Linked DNA regions of Zea mays: region 1 is linked to region 2. The links are chromatin contacts, called in public Hi-C maps. All regions are on one chromosome and are shown on one strand. Each heading gives the region's core, a stretch centred on a gene start, on an enhancer-like site or on the middle of the called end of the contact. The rest is flanking DNA. Distances are from core to core; before and after follow the strand shown.

The links. A called contact is a pair of places that touch in the nucleus more often than the background predicts.
Region 1: a Hi-C map of ear shows a contact between it and region 2, with 2.2 times the contacts expected there. The contact joins the promoter of LOC541639 here to the promoter of LOC100279882 in region 2. A contact is called at or near these places in 5 of 25 Hi-C or Micro-C datasets (bundle sheath, ear, endosperm and 2 more).

What each region holds. Positions count from the first base shown.
Region 1 is chr9:152,099,619-152,105,049 of Zm-B73-REFERENCE-NAM-5.0, reverse strand. It overlaps LOC541639 (response regulator 10), which reads left to right and starts at 4,071. Exons shown (of 6, transcript NM_001111394.1): 1 at 4,071-4,311. The coding sequence starts at 4,191.
Region 2 is chr9:151,733,991-151,739,165 of Zm-B73-REFERENCE-NAM-5.0, reverse strand. LOC100279882 (Sec-independent protein translocase protein TATC chloroplastic) reads left to right here and starts at 1,615. Exons shown (of 4, transcript NM_001152835.1): 1 at 1,615-1,958; 2 at 3,785-4,074. The coding sequence starts at 1,694.

The DNA.
Region 1 (5,431 bases), core at 2,822-5,321, 360 kb before region 2:
GTGGCATATAGGTATATTTTTTTGGTGTCTATGACATGTGGGGCCAGTGGCATACAAGGAATGAGTATATTTTACAGTGGCATACAGGGAATTGGCCCTCTTAACAACCAGACAGCCAAGTAGGCCGCCGCCAAGTGCCAGGAGAACTCACATGATTGTCCCATCATGCCGTACCCTCTGCCTCTGGCTGGGCAGTTCACTTCAGTCCCATCAGGCCATCACATGCGGCGCTCGCTCAGTTGTCACGCACGCCATCATCTCAAAGGATCCGGATCCCCAACCGCAAGTTAAAACCTTGACCAATCATGGACGTATTTTATAGAAGCGCAGTCATTGAGCGATGATCTGCGCCTCCTCTCCCTGGTGGCCTGGTGGGCGTCGTGTGACCCACCTTGTGGCCGGGCCTTGCCCTCAGCACCCAGGTGTTATTTTCTATTTTCCTTTGAAGGCGACGACGGCCACGTTTGTTCGGCGCACGACGCTTCAGCAGTGATAAATCTCGTAATCAGCTTTGATAATCTGCGAGGTTCAGACCATAATCCCCATCGTTTTCTACGCACGCAAACTGATTTTCCATTGCATGCAGTAGCGCATTGGCTGGCGCGTTCGTGCGTGCTTTCATCTTATAATAATAATGCTATAACCTGGACGAAGAGTTGAGAGAGCTTCTGACAGCAACAAGTTCAGAGTTGTAGGGGATACTAATTCTTGTATCCGTGATGGAAGTTCATTTTGCCAGCTACAAGAAAATACCAGTTGTAGTGTAGTCATGAAGCATATATTTTCAAGATCAAACAAGTTTTTTTTCCACTTGGGAAGTTCTTTAAATTTTCTGCCTGTAGCAAGGATCTGTTTAGACCCAGATAGCTAATTGTTGGTTGGCTACTACTAGTTATAGGAAACCAGCCAATAGTTTTTTTTTTACTAACAGGCTGTTAACTGATATATTAGTTGAGCTTTGTTTGGATCGTCCGGCTAATAGTTAGTAGAAGTACTTAGCTCAATAGTGTCAGTCAATATTTTTTTATTAGCTAAATAATTTATTTTTAGCTATTAGTTAAAGTGTTTAGCTTTATTTAGCTAATAAAAAATATTGACATGGTTACAAAACGAGAGTATCATCCACATGGTTATAAGCTACTAGTAGACGTAACAAGTGGATACTAGTTGCAACCAACAGTGTAGTATTATAATGTTAATAATTTTCATTTTCTATATATTATATATGATTAGGGCAAATGGGTCATTCCAGGTTACATATTCTTTTATGTTTCGTAACTGATGTTAATGGATATTATTAATCAATATAAATAAGTTTGGCCACTTGGGTTGGTTGCATTGTTAAATATAATAATTGCTCTAAAACTTGACTTTTGGAATAGCTAGAGATAATTAAGTTGCTTTCATTGCAACAATAAGACATGATGATCTTAAAATATGGAATAAATGTGGTCACTCAAATTTGGACTAAAGTTGATGTCTCTAGGCAGGAAATAGATAAAAATAAAAACATAGGATCGATGGACACAGCCCAAAGGCTCATTGCGACCAAGTGTTGCTATATGCACCTATTTGATTTGATAATGGACTTTGCAAAATTTTAATAAATCATCCATATTTACAGACGTGAAATGATTTACATTACAATTCGATAAAACCTTAGTACTCATTTGTAAAACTAGTACTTATTCAAGCAAATTTAACATTGTAGTTTTGAGTAACAAGTTGTTGTGCCTACTGCCTAGGATACTCACTTTGTAGGAAGCTCATGTCTAACACAAGCACGTTAATATAGGTATCAACACATAATTTATTTCTTCTCATCTATTTTTCCTCAACTACACCCTTGCCTGTTGTCTATCACCACCATTCCTTTCTTGTCATTCCCTAGTCTCAATCGACTATATGGCTCTATCTTTGATGGCTCCTTGTCCTCATCGCTGGCTTCGTCCAATCAACTTATCCTACACCACTTGCAGTTTTACACCCAAGCCCCATTGCCTTGTTCCCTTTGTAACACACCAGATCTAAAATATGCTTATATGGCCTGGCTCCATATGTGAAACGAGTTTACATAGGTATAGTACCTCTCTTACACTTTCATTCTCGCTCCATGGACTTTTACAGATTATACTAACGGGATAGGGTGTTATATTCACCCCTTCAAGAATGATGCCCTCGATAGCTACTAGATGCCCTCTTGGTACATCCCTCAATATCTAAAATATGCTTATATGACCTACCTCCTTATGTGAAAAATGAGTCTACATACGCGTAGTACCTCTCTTACACTTTAGTTCCCGCTTCATGGACTCCACAACTTCTACATGTTACTAACAGGATAGATGTTATGTTCACCCCTTCAAGGCTGATGCCCTCAATAGCTCACCAGATGCCCCTCTTGGTACACCCCTACGTAGACACATGCAACAACAATTGATGCTTTGGTACCATATGTAACACACTGCGTCCAAAATCCGCTTATATAGCCCGACTTCATATGTGTAATAGGCCTACATACGTGTAGCACCTCTCTTACACTTTTGTCCTTGCTTCACATAAAAGAGTTAACCCATAGATGCTATGTTTAGAACAACAAAAATTGTAACCTGACCCTCACACTCCTAACCTTTCCATGGTGGTACTACACCCGCCAACCACAATCAAACATGTGTCACATAGGCTAAATGGGTCAACTTCACAACTAATATAGTCTATTAACAGGATGGGATTAGAGATGACAGCGGGTAGAAACCCGCTAGGTATCTTTTGCCCAAACCCATGCGCAGGAAGAAAAAAACATGACCTCTAAAAACACATATATGACTATTATGGATTTTTTCCCAAACTCATGCCATGAGTACCCACTAACATTAACATGAAAAATACTTTATCGCGTAAACCAATATATTATTAAGCAATGATAAGAGAAACAACAACAAAAATCAATTTAGCCTAAATTTTCACCACAAGTATTCCGTTTCAACTAGAATATATTTAATCAATAATATCATAAGACATGTTTGCAAGTTATGTTGGTTTTAAGGCGAGTTTTAAAACCCCATGGATTTTCAGGTATAGGCAGTGCAAGAACAAAGTCATGTCCATGTACCCACTAGATTTTTTTAAACCCATTAACAAACTCATGGATAAAAAATAGTTCAAATATATACCCGAATAAAGCAAAAACTCACCGAATTTTAGGTAGCGGATACCAATTGCCATTTTTAGATGAAGCGTTATACACTTTACTTCAACTCGTCACCACAGCCGTGCAAGGCTGACCGCCACCACTAAACCCCTCCCTTGAGTCTAATCGGCAATGAAGCATCCCCACCAATAAACCTTAAATTCTAGAATCGTTGTCATTTTATCTATCACTTCGGTCCACGGTAACATTGATGAACGTTCCATCCCGTTCCCTTCCTAATTTGAGTAGCATTCTCACATGCATAGTAAAGTTTTTCGCACTTTATACAATTTGTGCTCTTAGATTAAAAAAATTCAAATTTGAAACGCCACCTTCAAAAATCAACATTCTAAGAAGTAAGAATCCGCAAGCATAAGCAATGGGCCCGACGGTCCCAACCAAAGCGATACTACATTCCTCATCAACTTCATCTGAGGCAATCCAGCAAGAGTCCTGATCGGTAGAAAGTCGCAAAAGATGGAAAGCTCAAGACCATATGGGGGCTCCAAAAAAAAAAATGGAAGGAAATCAAAACAAAATCAATTCGTGCCGTTTTTCTTAAAGGAAGCACCCGCCACCCGGTAGCGGCCAGCTAAGCGCGCACGCAGCCATCTCGAAGGAGAGAAAAGGGCGCCGCGGACCGGCCCGCCCCGCCGCAAGTGGAAAGCAAGCTGAGACAGGGAGCCGCAGCCGCAGGACGCGGCAGAGCCCTGCCAGCGGTGTCAGTGACTCGTAATCGCTGCCTGACCCATGGCCAATCGCGTGATTTGCTTTACTAATCACGCTTAGCGATCTAGTCTCCTCTTCATCCCACCTCTTCTCCCTCCCTGCTTCGCTGTTCCCTTTCCCCGCCCCTACCTGGGGCATCTGCCTCTGAATCGCGGCGGCTCCCGAGGCGCCGCCTGGCGAGCGGCTAGGCGCCGGTCTACGGCGACGATGGAGGTGTGATTTGGACGGGAGAGAGCGTGGTGGTGAGGTCTCGGTTTTCTCGATATAGGAGATGGCGGCGGCAAAGGCGCGGGGAGGGGAGTTCCCCGTGGGCATGAAGGTGCTGGTTGTGGACGACGACCCGACGTGCCTCGTTGTGCTCAAGAGGATGCTCCTTGAGTGCCGATATGACGGTGAGCAACTGCCCCGCTCCTCTCCTACCCTCGTTCGGTTGCTTTGTCGTGCCTCGGCGTTTACTGGGCGCGAGGCGATTGATTGCTTCCCTGTTCCTATCGGTTAAGAACCCTTAATATGGTTGTTTCTGTTTCATGCCTGCTACGGTTTTATCTGTTTGTAGTCCGGGAAGGCGCGTGCTTTTATGCGATTCACACGCTCCTACCGTAAATTCTGGGGAATTCTGAGATGTCCCGCTATCAATTTAAGAAACCTTCAGAATTCTATAATGGGTGTTTTAAGTAAATTTTAACGTGTCTTTATTTGGGCATAGTTTGATTGATGGTATATATTTGCATAGGGAGATCTGAGTGGATGCGTTATACAGTATGTGGGAAATCTGTGTACGTGCCTAGCTAGTGGTGCTGCTTGCTCCTCGGAGTGATTATGCATTTATCGAAGTATCAAGATTAGAATTCGAGGATTTGACGCAGCTAAATCCGGATTCCACCACTAGTGTATATGTGGTGGATCGGTGATGCACCTGTTTCTTGATAATCATATATTAGGGTTATGTTTAAATGAGAATACTCTCTGGATGCATCATTCCAAGTTACATTTAGTATGGGAATATCCATATATGAAACCAATAATTCCTTGAAATGTTTGTTTCTTGTGATTCTGTTGTGGTGGGTGCTAGCACCACATGTGTGTACAGGGAAAATGAGTGGGGGAGAACCAGGATTAAATTTGTTTTTGCAGGGCATCGGTTACATAGTACCTTTTTATGTCCATTTCCTGATGTATTTGTCATATTCTAGACATATCCTGGCACAGCTTGCCTTAGAATGCATGATTTGAATGCTACTTCTAATTCGGTACAAGATCTAAAGAGGTGAAAAGTACAAGTTAGTTTCCCTTTGCTAGACATAGGATGGGTCCCTAAATGTTAACCGAATGCAAATCCTGAGAAATTACTGAGCATGCTTTTCTTAGCCACGACAAGCATCGGTATTTGATATGTTTTTTCCCGTTAAGTTGCAATTTAAATATATAATCCAATACTTGTTGCTATTGTTGTCTTGAATTTGTATTCTTTTATTCTTGTTGCGGCATAATACAATATCGCATGCTATGGGT
Region 2 (5,175 bases), core at 366-2,865:
ATGGGTTCAACAAAAAAAGAGCAAGGGATAACCGAAGGCAGCCCTGGTCTAGCGCACCGGACTGTCCGGTGCCACCGGACAGTGTTCGGTGCACCACCGGCCTGTGTCCGGTGCACCAGGGGACTTCACGCTGAACTCCTCACCTTCGGGAAAATCCAGAGGCGCTCCGCTATAATTCACCGGACTGTCCGGTGCCCCCGGGGAGAGCGACTCTGGAACTCGCCAGCTTCGGGAATTCGCTCCGCTATAATTCACCGGACATGTCTGGTGCACACCGGACTGTCCGGTGAGCCAGCGGAGCAACGACTACTTCGCGCCAACGGTCACCTGCAGAAGCATTAAATGTGCGCCAGAGCGCGCAGAAGTCAGGCACGCGCGAAATGGCGCACCGGACACTCTACAGTACATATCCGGTGTGCCACCGGACATCCAGGCAGGCCCAGCAGTCAGAGCTCCAACGGTCGGAACCCAGCCTCCACCAAACGGCTAGTTTGGTGGTTGGGGTTATAAATACCCCCAACCACCCCACATTCAAGTCATCCAAGGTTTCCACCTTCCAACTACTTACAAGAGCTAGACATTCAATACAAGACACACCCAAGTGATCAAATCCTTTCCCAAACCCACAAAAGCATTAGTGACTAGTGAGAGTGATTTGTCGTGTTCTTTTGAGCTCTTGCGCTTGGATCACTTTCTTCTTTCTCATTCTTTCTTGAGATCAATACTCACTTGTAACCGAGGCAAGAGACACCAATTGTGTGGTGGTCCTTGCGGGGAAGTTTTGTTCCCGGTTGATTTGAGAAGAGAAAGCTCACTCGGTCCGAGGGACCGTTTGAGAGAGGGAAAGGGTTGAAAGAGACCCGGTCTTTGTGACCACCTCAACGGGGAGTAGGTTTGCAAGAACCGAACCTCGGTAAAACAAATCCGCGTGTCCGGCTCATTTCATTAAATCAACGTAAAATGTTAAAAAACGGTGCAGGAGATGGGCTTCGAACCCATGCCCTGATGGAAGAAGGGTGAGAGACACTAAGTAAAACTGTCTAACCAATAGAACATCATGCTCACATGTTTTTAATATTGAATATAAATGATATAAATGTATACATATATATTTTGTAAATAAAAAAATATAGTTGTGTTGGGCCGGACCAGCACTATGGGTCGAAGCTACAGTCGAAGCACGACACAACGTTCTTGGCTCTTGTAAACATTAAGTCGTTTCTGAGACCGCATTGGTGCAATGGACTCCATAGTTTTTAAGTTGCTGAATTGGATGGAGCAACAATAATTTATCACACTAACAGTAAAATGAAAGGTTATTTGTTGGTTTTAAACGTTCGTAATTGCCACGAAGTAACAATGTTGGATGAAACATATAATAACATCAATTAGCCAAAAAAAATATACCGAGGACGGTGACAATCAATAAAAAATCTTGAAATTTGTTTATGAATAGTTTATATAAGTATTGTTATAAGTCGTTGCAACGTACGGAAAATCAACTAGTTTTATTTACTTTGGCCACGCTAGACGTCGAGAAACCCGTGCGGCTCCCTTTGACATTGACTGTACCGACTACCAGCTGCACGGGCGAGATAATATCGTGACATCGTCTGTCCGCCACCGGGTATCTCTTTCTCCGGGTAGTGCACCAGCGGAACGGCGAGGTGCAGTCGTGCAGACGGGAACGGGGATGGGAAGCACAGGGGCGCTGCTTTGGCACCCGTCGCCGCAGGTGCACTCCGGTGGCGTCCTCTTCCGCCAGAGCCGGCGCATCGTACGCCAGCGCAACTTGCCTCTATTATCGCTAGCTGACGCGGCGCTTGAGCCCGAGCGCCGCCGCGGGCAGCGCCTCCGCTGCGCTGCCGGCGACGGGGACGGCGGGCCCCGGGAGGCTCAGAAGGAGTCTCCGAGCGGCATCGGCGCAGCACTCGAGGATCCGTCTCCAGGACCTCCTGGTACGCCTGACATTACGTCCGCCCTTTTAGTTAGCACTGCTCTCGTGCTACAGTGGAGCTCCTAGACAACTTAGTCACATGCTGAATATGAGCTCACATTGTTTGGGGTAGGAGGGATCGTACGGAGTAGTGTCATGAAAATTCCTAATCTACAGAAACAATCGATCGAGAAAGGTCAGAATTCTGACTTCCAATTTTAAAAACTAATAAAAGATAAGGTTTAATGTCCATTGCACTTAATACGTTGTCAGCAAGTAGGGAATCTGCTCTTATTCGTAGGGATGCATATGCATATGTGTGTCAGATCCTAGCTCAGTTGGTTGTGGGTGTGGGTGTATGCCCACACTATTAAGTTGCCCCAACCCCAACCAGTTCAACCTAAAAGGCTCTCTCAGGCCCCAAATATGAAATAGAAGCGATCAATAATTATTTTAATTAATTGCACTAACTAGGATTCAAACTCGAGACATCTGGCTCTCATACCATATTAAGCTGCATACACCCACCAGTCCAACCCAAAAACTTAAGCTGGTGGAGAGAGGTGGACAATTCACTTGTATTCTAACACACACTTCCGACCCCGAAGTTCAAGTTCTCATCAAGGCGAATTTGGGTATCTGTTTCTTCTCTCTAGTTCCTCCTAGGGTGGCTGAGTTTTTTATTTCTACGGATGCATATGTGTCAAATACTGAAGGACGGACCACCGAAGAGGTATTGATATCAAACAAAGGGCAGGAAAATCAGATATCCAACAATTTTTCTAGATATGAGAGATGTAATCATATAGTTCCATTTTCTGGATATGAGATATAGAGATAGAATCAGACCGTTACATTTTAATGTAGGGTGATACAAGGGTTATAATTTCATCATAAAAATACTGAATGCGGGAATACCTTAAATACCCCATATCTGCATTCAGCTAGGATAAATTGTTGCCAGGGTTAGTGGAAATTCCCAGTACTAACTTATATGTTCAACTCCATCAAACTCTAAAATTTGGAAGCATCATCAAACAATTACCCACCTTTTCAATTTGCTCTAGCCAATCATATTTAGTGAATCACTCAGACTGACACTAGAATGTGGTGTAAAAGGACATCTAATCACTACTTTTCTTATTTGACATCTTGCTTGAACGAGGAAGAAAGGAAGGTCGCATGCAACAAATGGCGGAAAAAGATAAAAAAAAAACTGAGACCTCACTACTCGGATTTGATAAGTCCACTGGAATGTATATTGGGTCATTGTAGAACTGGGGATTTGCATTACCTTGTTGGCTTGGTGCCTTGTACCAGAAAACTAAATTCATATATGAATGTAATGTCACCATCCATGTATAATTATTGTTAAGATAATCCTCAGTAAAGAATCATGAGGTTTAAACCTTGAAACGTGTGCGCATGCCTTATAAAAGAAACAGAGGGAGCACAAATAATAAAGCTAGACATCAAAAGAAGTACATCTTGTTCAACATTAAGGTGCTGGTCTCATTGGTGTACTACAGCTTGAGTTTTTTTTCTTCTCGAATGCGCAGGATAACTGCGCCATTTGTTATATTAAGAAGGTAAAAGAAACATGGTCTGCAGAAAAAGTTAAATATTGGAAACGAAAAAGTTAAAGGTGAGCTGGCTAGCCAATATAGTAAATTCTAAATTGTATCTCATACTGCACTTTGTACCGGCCTGAGCTATTTTTTCATGTTACATGACGAATTATCTTTTATTTGTTTTATTCTACCTTGCTAGAGTTTTATTTCTGGAGTATGTGACATAACTGCACCCAGAATATTTGACGAATTTACAACTCAATTTTACCTTTGGCAGTGGAAAACGGTTCCTTCAGAAGCCCCTCACAGGAAGAACAGAGTGCTCTGTATAATTTTCTCTATCCAAGCAAAGACTTACTTCCAGATGATAAGGAGATGAGTATATTTGATCATCTGGAGGAGCTTCGCGAGAGGATTTTCATCTCAGTTTTGGCTGTTGGGGCTGCGATACTAGGCTGTTTTGCTTTTTCAAAAGATCTGGTTCTTTTTCTAGAGGCACCAGTGACTGTTCAGGGTGTTCGGTTTTTGCAGCTCTCGCCTGGGGAATTTTTCTTTACAACATTAAAGGTGAGACTCCAGAAATCTGGAGCGAACATTCTAGCATTTAAAATTTGGCTTACAATATTCTTATCATTTCTATTTTCTACTACTCTCCATCCTTTTCTCTATTCAATTCAGAATAATCCATGCCAAATTGCCAATCTTATATCCAACTAGCATTTTTTGCTATGTGACGTTTGATTGCATGAGGAAATCATCCACATAATTCAATTCTACATTCTGATTGCTACAGCAATGTACAATGCACTTGAACAAGCCCTTTCTTACTTCATGGTTCTAGCGATGTGTAATCAATCCGGAGGTAATTGTGGTTCCACATGGTGTGCAGCGGGTGCATCAGTGCATGTATCTGAGGTTGTGTGACTTTTTATCATATTTGTCCAAACTACATCCGCTGGTAGTCCTAAAGACCAAACAGATGGAAATCTTCTCAGTTCTCACACATGATTGGAAAGCTTAACTGCAAAGTCCATATACCTAGGTGCCTCTTTTCACCTTACTAAATTAGAATTCAAAATTGCAAGTACCTAATGAACATGTCTGCGTACAGAAAATTTGAATACCATTGCACATATTTGCTGAGCTAGTGCGGGAAAATCTCTCACTACTTAGTGAGGTGAAGCAAGGTTAGTGTGGAAGGGAAGGGGGTGTTAGATTAAATTTATTAAAGGATACTGGGATCATTGGTGGAATCTAATTTGTCAATCAGTTAGTCATGTCATCTGCTGAAGGTAGAGAGGTTACGGTGGACCTTGATGCACTTGGGGTCCCTACTCATGATTTGAATGCTTTGGACGCTCCTTTTTCAGATGAAGTGTTTGAAACAATCAAAACCCTCCCATCTGACAAATCCCCTGATGGATTCACTGGCAGGTTCTATAAGCTTGTTGGCCCACCATCAAGACAGACCTTTTGGTAGCTTTATCTTGTGTTTGGGACCGAAAGTTTAGGAACATGGGTTTGCTTAATTCAGCCTATATTACTCTTCTGCCTAAAGTGGAGAATGTTTCTCATGTCAAGGATTTTCGTCCAATCAGACTTATGCATAGTTTTGTGAAGATTGTGACCAAGTTGTTAGCTAATAGGCTGGCAAGCCGGTTACAGCTT